Linked DNA regions of Mus musculus: region 1 is linked to region 2. The links are chromatin contacts, called in public HiChIP or PLAC-seq maps. All regions are on one chromosome and are shown on one strand. The core of a region is the stretch at or near the end of the contact, and the rest is flanking DNA. Distances in the headings are between cores, read along the strand shown.

Region 1 (3,272 bases), core at 427-2,926, 360 kb after region 2:
GCATATACAAACCAACACAGTAGGGAAACCAAACAGATAGCAGCGGGTCCTATTTGATTGCTTAGAAACTGGACTGAGCCATACAGACTTGATTTTAAAGGTCTAGTAAGTGTGGAAGAGGAAGGACTCCTCTGAGACTCCAGAGAAGTCTGGTCTAACCTGGTTGGGCATCTGGTTGTATGAAATTTGTTGAAGGCTGGGCACGGTGGTGCACATCTTTAATCCCAGCCCTTAGGAGGCAGAGGCATGAAGATCTCTGTGAGTTCAAGACCAATCTGGACTAGAAAATGAGTTCTAGGGCAGCTAGTGCTGTTAAAGAGAGAAACACTGTCTCGAAAAACAGAAACAATTCATTGACTGTTTCTCTGAACTTCAGGGTTTTTGCTTGGTTGGTTGTTTGGTTGGTTGGTTTTTGAGATGGGATTTCTCTGTATGCCCTACCTTTCCTGGGACTTGCTTTGTAGATCAGGCTGGCCTTGAAAGCAGAAATTCACCTGTCTCTGCCTTCCCAGTGCCAAGACTAAAGGTATGTGCAGCCGCCACCAGCACCCAGTGGTTATTTTCATCTGTAAGTGGAAATAATAGCATCTACTTCCCATGTATAATTTGAGGAAGAGGCATTTGGAACGGTGCACCTATCCTGCAAAGTACATAATAGTAGGTGGCTGAGCAGTTCTTTTATGTGTGTGTATCGCCAGCCCTGTTTTTGTTTTTAGTTTGAGATAGGGTTTAAAGTGCCCGGATTGCCCTTAATTCACTCTGTATTCAGCACAGGCTAGCCTTCTATGTAGCAAGAATTACAGACTATGCCTTTAACCTCGGCACTCAGAAGGTGGAAATTATCAGATCTTTGGGAGTTCGAGGCCAGCCTGGTCTACATAGTGAGTTCCAGAAGAGCTAGAGCCACATGGAGAAACCCTGTCTCGTAAAACAACACCACCACCACCACCACAACAACAACAACAACAACAACAACAACAACAACAACAACAGGAATTTCAGAAAGGCACAATCAGGCATTACTTCCTCTTCTAATTCTTGTTTTTTTTTTTTTTTTTTTTTTTTTTTTTAGGTTTTTCGAGACAGGGTTTCTTTGTGTAGCCCTGGCTGTCCTGGAACTCACTCTGTAGACAAGATGGCCTCCAACTCAGAAATCCGCCTGCCTCTGCCTCCCAAGTGCTAGGATTAAAGGCATGCGCCACCACGCCCGGCTTCGTCTTCTAATTCTTATTACTACCACTACAAAGAAGTCGGGCAGCATGGGTTGTGGGTTAATGGCCAAGTGCCTGTGTCTACCATCTCCTGCCCTGGCTCTCCATTCCTTTGATTCCTCATGCCCACAGCTCAAGCTGGACTTTGCACTCGCAGGCTCACAATCCAGCCGTAGGTAGTCTCTGCTAAATTCTCATCTTCTGAAATTAGGATCGGGGAAGAGAAGGGAGAGTCCCCAAGAGGAACTTGCTTTGAGCTGAAATGACAGTTTTCGTGGAGGTAAGAGAGAGGAGATAAGTACTTCAGGAATCCAGGCAACCTGCCCCTGTTGCCTGATGCCCGTTTTCTTTTGGGTCCCTAAGGGAAATAGCCCATTACAAACATGGCAGCGACAGCCTCAGGCGCGGTCACCTGCCCGAGCTGCTATCGGGAGAGCCGTGCGGAGCCAATAGCTGGGAAGGGGCGGAGGGAGAGACTGGGGAAGCCCAAGGCTGCTAGCGCGCAGGCGCACTGGCTGGCACCTGGCTCCCCCGCTGCCGCGGAATTAGGCATCGTCTGCCAGGATTGCGGTGAGCTGCTGGCCCACGGCCCAGGACCTCTCCGGTCCCGGAGGAGCGGGCCGGACCCCGGGGCTGATCTGATACAAAGGACCAGCCCGAGGGTGGGGCGGGAATGCGTTGCGCTGTTTGAGTCATTGGGACACTTTGCGCGGTTCCTTAAGGTGCCAGATTATGGATTGGAAAATTCTGGGGTCAGGAGGAATTGGGACCAAGGGGCAAGTGTAGAATCCCCGCTGAAGGTCTCTGTTGGGGTAAGAAAAGGGGATGCACCGTCCAGGTTGCTCCTTGAGGAATCTGAGTTCATGGATGCAATGGTTCAGGCCGGGATTCACTCATTGACCTAGTGGCCCTTAAACCTGGTAGCAGAGTAGAACCACTGGATAGTTTAAAAGATGCTGGGCATCACCTCCAGAGATCCCAATTTTAGAGGTCTGAGCGAGGTCCGAGCCTAGGTGTTCTAGAATAGCTAGCTCTTCAGGTAATGTGCAAACGAAATGAAAACCACTACACGTGTTTCTGAGTAGAAAGCTCCTGGGTTGATTCCCAGTTAATTCCTCAGAGACTTAGAAGTGGCCAGCGATTCTGAGGTGAGTCGGCTCTGACACTTTCGTGCCACCATAAAATCCTGTGAAGGACCGAGAAAGTCCCTCTGGCAATGGGTGAAAACTCCATTTTCCATCCGAGGAGGGTGAACCTGTTAACTCGCGGGAGAGAGTCGGGCTCCTTCAACAACTCTCCTGCGGGCTCCTTCATTCTGCGGAGACTGACCAGGGAGTGAAACAGCTAACAATCCAGTCAGCAGCTTGCTGAGAAAATGACACGCCTAGTATTTGCTTTGTTATTATGACTTGAAATTCCACCTGCTCATTCGATACTGGCAGGACAGGCAGCAAACAGATTTGCTTTTTCCACAGACGTGGGAACAAGTTTTGTGGCTACGTGAGGATAGCGTTCATCCTTGACCCAAGCACTGCTGATACATACAGTATTACTTAGTAGTTTTTCCCCTCTGTGGTCTCTACAGGCTCCCTCCTGAAGGGAGTGGGAACCGCCTACCCTCCTCCTCCTGATAGTCTTCCTTCCGGGCCCAGCCGGTTACTCCTTGGTTTCCTCCCTCAATTGTACTCTGTCACCAGAGGTTGCTGCGGTTGGCCAATCTTTCCTGTTGTTAATCTCCCAGAAACCTTGGAGAGTGGACTGCTAGGAGAAGGATCTTGAAGTATCTCCGAAGGGCTCCTCAAGAGAGAAATGCTTTTGTGTCTCCTACCCTCAGCGGGTGTCTTCCATCTTGATAGAAGCTTGGTGGAGGCTTACAAACTCCCTTTTTAGTCTGGCCCCTTTTACTACTACCTGGGTCACATTCTGCCCTTGTTTTCTTAGCTTGGTACTGTGTCCTGGGTGAAAGGGTTGTAACTTACTGCTGGCTTTTACCAACACTGCCCTCGTACATCTGCAGCCTCAATGCACAGGTTTGCTATAGGGTTCGAGGTTGCTACTGCT
Region 2 (3,311 bases), core at 567-3,066:
TGCTGTGTGAAACCCCAAATTCTGGGTTGGTTTCTGTTATTATTTTTCCTGATTTTTTTAATGTTGTTGTGTTTTTTTAAAGATTTATTTATATGAGTATACTGTAGCTGTAGGTGTCTTCAGACACAGCAGAAGAGGGAATCGGATCCCATTCCAGATGGTTGTGAGCCACCATGTGGTCGCTGGGAATTGAACTCAGCACCTCTAGAAGAGCAGTCAGTGCTCTTAACCACTGAACCATCTCTCCAACCCCATGCTATTGTTTTTTAATATGTGTGTCTGTGTGTGGATGTGTGTTTGAGTGCAAGTACCCACAGAAGCCAGTTACAGGTACCTGTGAGCCAGGAGCTAGCTAGTGTGGGAGCTGGAAGCCATATTTGGATCTTCTGAAAAAGCAGGAAGTGCTCTTAAACCTCTGAGCCACCTCCGCATCCCAGATTCTGGGTTCTAAGTTGTTATCCAGGGTTTGTTTTCATTTTTGGTGGGTTTTGGTTTTAGTTTTTTGGGTTTTGTTTTTATTGTGTGTGTGTGTGTGTGTGTGTGTGAGCCCGCGCTAAGCTGTTCAGGCTGGCCTTGAACTCAATGTGTATTTCAGGCAGGTCTAAGTTGGAGGCCAGTTTGGTCTACAAAGAGAGTTAACAGCAAGGGCTACACAGAGAAACCCTGTCTTGGGAGGCAAAAAAATGTAAACATGACAAGGTACAATGACTGTCATAATAAGAACACATTAAAGGCTTGCTAATTCATTAAGAAAAGAATGACTTCCTTAACTATTGGAAGAGAAGTTATCAAAACCTTTCTTAGATCTGCTATCTTGAAAGCGTTTCCATGGAAACGACCATACATACAACATTCAGTCAAAAACATACCAAAGAAGATTTCAAGTCACTCTGTCCTAAATCATGGGCAGGAGATAAGCCTAGCTTGGTGAGGTACACTGAAATCACAGCATTTGGGAGGGAGAATCAGAAGGATCGCTACAAGTTCGAGGTTAGCCTGGTCTACATAGCTAGTTCTGAACCGGCCAGGGGCCCTAAGGCTACACATATGATGGCTCTAACACTAGCCATGTTTAAACACCATGCTTGCCCTATTTTCAAGGAAAATGCACTTAAGTTTAAAACTTTTTCTAGAAAGAAAAGTTGGGGAGGTTCCGATAGTCCCGCAACATTTTATTAGGACATGGCTGAAGTATATCCACTGTCCCATTAGCCAGGGACAACTTCCCCAGTGACTATCATTCTTCACCGTACGAGGGAAGGGGTGGGTTTCCTGGCTGGCACACACTCCTCGCATGAAAGCGCAGTGGGTTTATTAACTCTGCAAAAAGTGGGTGCTAAAAACGGAAGAGCGCAGGACCCGGCATCTGAACACTTCACGGGGACCGGCCACCTCCCGTCCGAGGCGCAGCTTTCCACCAGGAGCCGACCGGCTCGGGGTCAGCCCCGCGCTGGGGTCAAAGGTCAGCGCCTCGGCGTCCCCGAGGCCCCAGCGGGACCTCCGAGAGGCCGGACCCAGCCGGTAGCGGGCGATCGAAGGCAGCGAGGCGGACTCTGAGGTCCCAGGCCCGACCCTCCCACAGCAAGCGGCCCCAGCAACCGCAGCCCTCCCCTTGCTCTGTCACCCGTGTCGCCGCGGCACACTCAGGCCCCGCCCCCAGGGCCGCCTCTGCGTCCAGGCCTAGTAGGGCGGACCCGCAGAGGTCGGCCAGGTTCGAGGACCCGGCAGGGCCCGCGCCGCTTACCGAGCCCCCGGCTTCTCTAGCACCCTAGCAGCTCGCAGGCCTGCTCGCTCCCGACTCCGGCGACGCCGCCACTGCTCCGGAATCACGGGCGCGTTCCCGACCTCCCGACACTTTTCCCCCAGGCCGCCGCTCCCCGCCGGGTCCTAAAACCCTCCGCTCTTCAGGTTCTTTCACGCCCTCTTCCTGAAGCGGGTTCAGACCACGATTCCCAGCAAGCATCGCAAAAACTACAACTCCCAACAGACACCGCGAGAGAACTAGCCCTTCACCTGAAGTCACTGGCTTTAAATCGGCTCTAGTAGAGGTTTGTTGTTGTTGCTGTTTTCGTTATTTTAAATTCTGACCAGCCTACAACCCAATCTTATGGAGGTATTTTCTCATTTGGGGTCCCCTTCTCTCGGATGATTATTCCTGTATCAAGCTGACAAAAAATTATCCAGCACAGGTGAGAGCGAGGAGCTGCAGTCTAGAAGAATATACATAGCCATGCACGATGTGTCACGTCTGTTAATCCCAACCCTTGGGAACCAGAGATAGGAGGATGAGAGGTTCAAGATTAGCTCCATCTTTATAGCAAATTCAAGGGCAGCCTGTGCAACAAGAAACCTTGTCTTTTTTTTTTTTTTTTTTTTTAGGTTTTCCGAGAAAAAGTCTGTGTAGCCCTGGCTGTCCTGAAACTTGCTCTGTAGACCAAGCTGGCCTCAAACTCAGAGATCCACCGGAGAGAGACAGAGAGATACAGTCACAGAGACACACTGGAGATATGGCTTAGCAATTAAGAACACTGGCTATTTTCACAGAGGTCCCAGGTTCAATTCCCAGCACTCAGAACTGTCTGTTACTCCCATATTCCTGTAACTCCCATCTTTCTCTGGCCTCTATGGGCACCAGGCACACACAAAGTACACATAGATAAAGGCAGAGCATCCATACACATTAAAAAAAAAAAAACAAGGGGAGAGAAAGAGAAGGAAATGGAAGAGAGGGAGAAAGGGGAGGGAGGAAGGAGCCATGCCTTGAATAATCGGGGTAAATGATTTGTATTTAGTCATTAGGTGCAGTTTCCAAAGGCTCTAACTCTTGGTCAAGAGATGCAAGGGTAGCCAGGCAGCAATGCTGCATGACTTTAATCCCAGCACCCTGAAGGCAGAAGTAGGCAGATCTCTGGGAGTTCTAGACCAACCTGATCTACAGGGCAAGTCCCAGGGCAGCCAGGATTATGCAGAGAAACCTTGTCTTAAAAGCAAACAAACAAAAAGATGGGAAGAGACCTATAGCAACAAAAGGCCCCTGGAGAAAAAACTGTTTTAGGCAGGAAGATGATATTAAGGGCACATTAGGATCAAAATGCCTGATAGATGTCCAGACAGAAATATCTAGCAGACTGCTAGATGCCGTTTATTGGTACTCAGCCCAGCTATTAGACTGTAGCTAAATTATACCTTAGAGCCATTGGCTTGGAAGTAACGGCTCAAGCCAAGAAAAAGAGGATGGCTTAGGAATGGGAAGAAGATGAGCCGAAGGCAAGGCTAACACTGAGGATAATAATACCTGAAAGGAAAAGCAA

What was found. HiChIP or PLAC-seq counts read pairs in DNA pulled down with a chosen protein or histone mark.
Region 1: an HNF4G HiChIP or PLAC-seq map of pancreatic cancer cells shows a contact between it and region 2. The contact joins the promoter of Mfsd13a here to the promoter of Armh3 in region 2. A contact is called at or near these places in 2 of 39 promoter capture datasets (both in liver), 3 of 115 datasets of contacts at active chromatin or transcription factors (bone marrow-derived macrophages, effector CD8 T cells and pancreatic cancer cells) and 2 of 9 other capture datasets (liver and pancreatic islet).

Annotation. Positions count from the first base shown.
Region 1 is chr19:46,355,204-46,358,475 of GRCm38.p6, forward strand. Mfsd13a (major facilitator superfamily domain containing 13a) reads left to right here and starts at 1,677. Exons shown (of 9, transcript NM_029186.2): 1 at 1,677-1,781.
Region 2 is chr19:45,996,672-45,999,982 of GRCm38.p6, forward strand. Armh3 (armadillo-like helical domain containing 3) reads right to left here and starts at 1,817. Exons shown (of 26, transcript NM_198296.2): 1 at 1,745-1,817. 4930505N22Rik (RIKEN cDNA 4930505N22 gene) reads left to right here and starts at 1,466. Exons shown (of 2, transcript NR_152221.1): 1 at 1,466-2,048.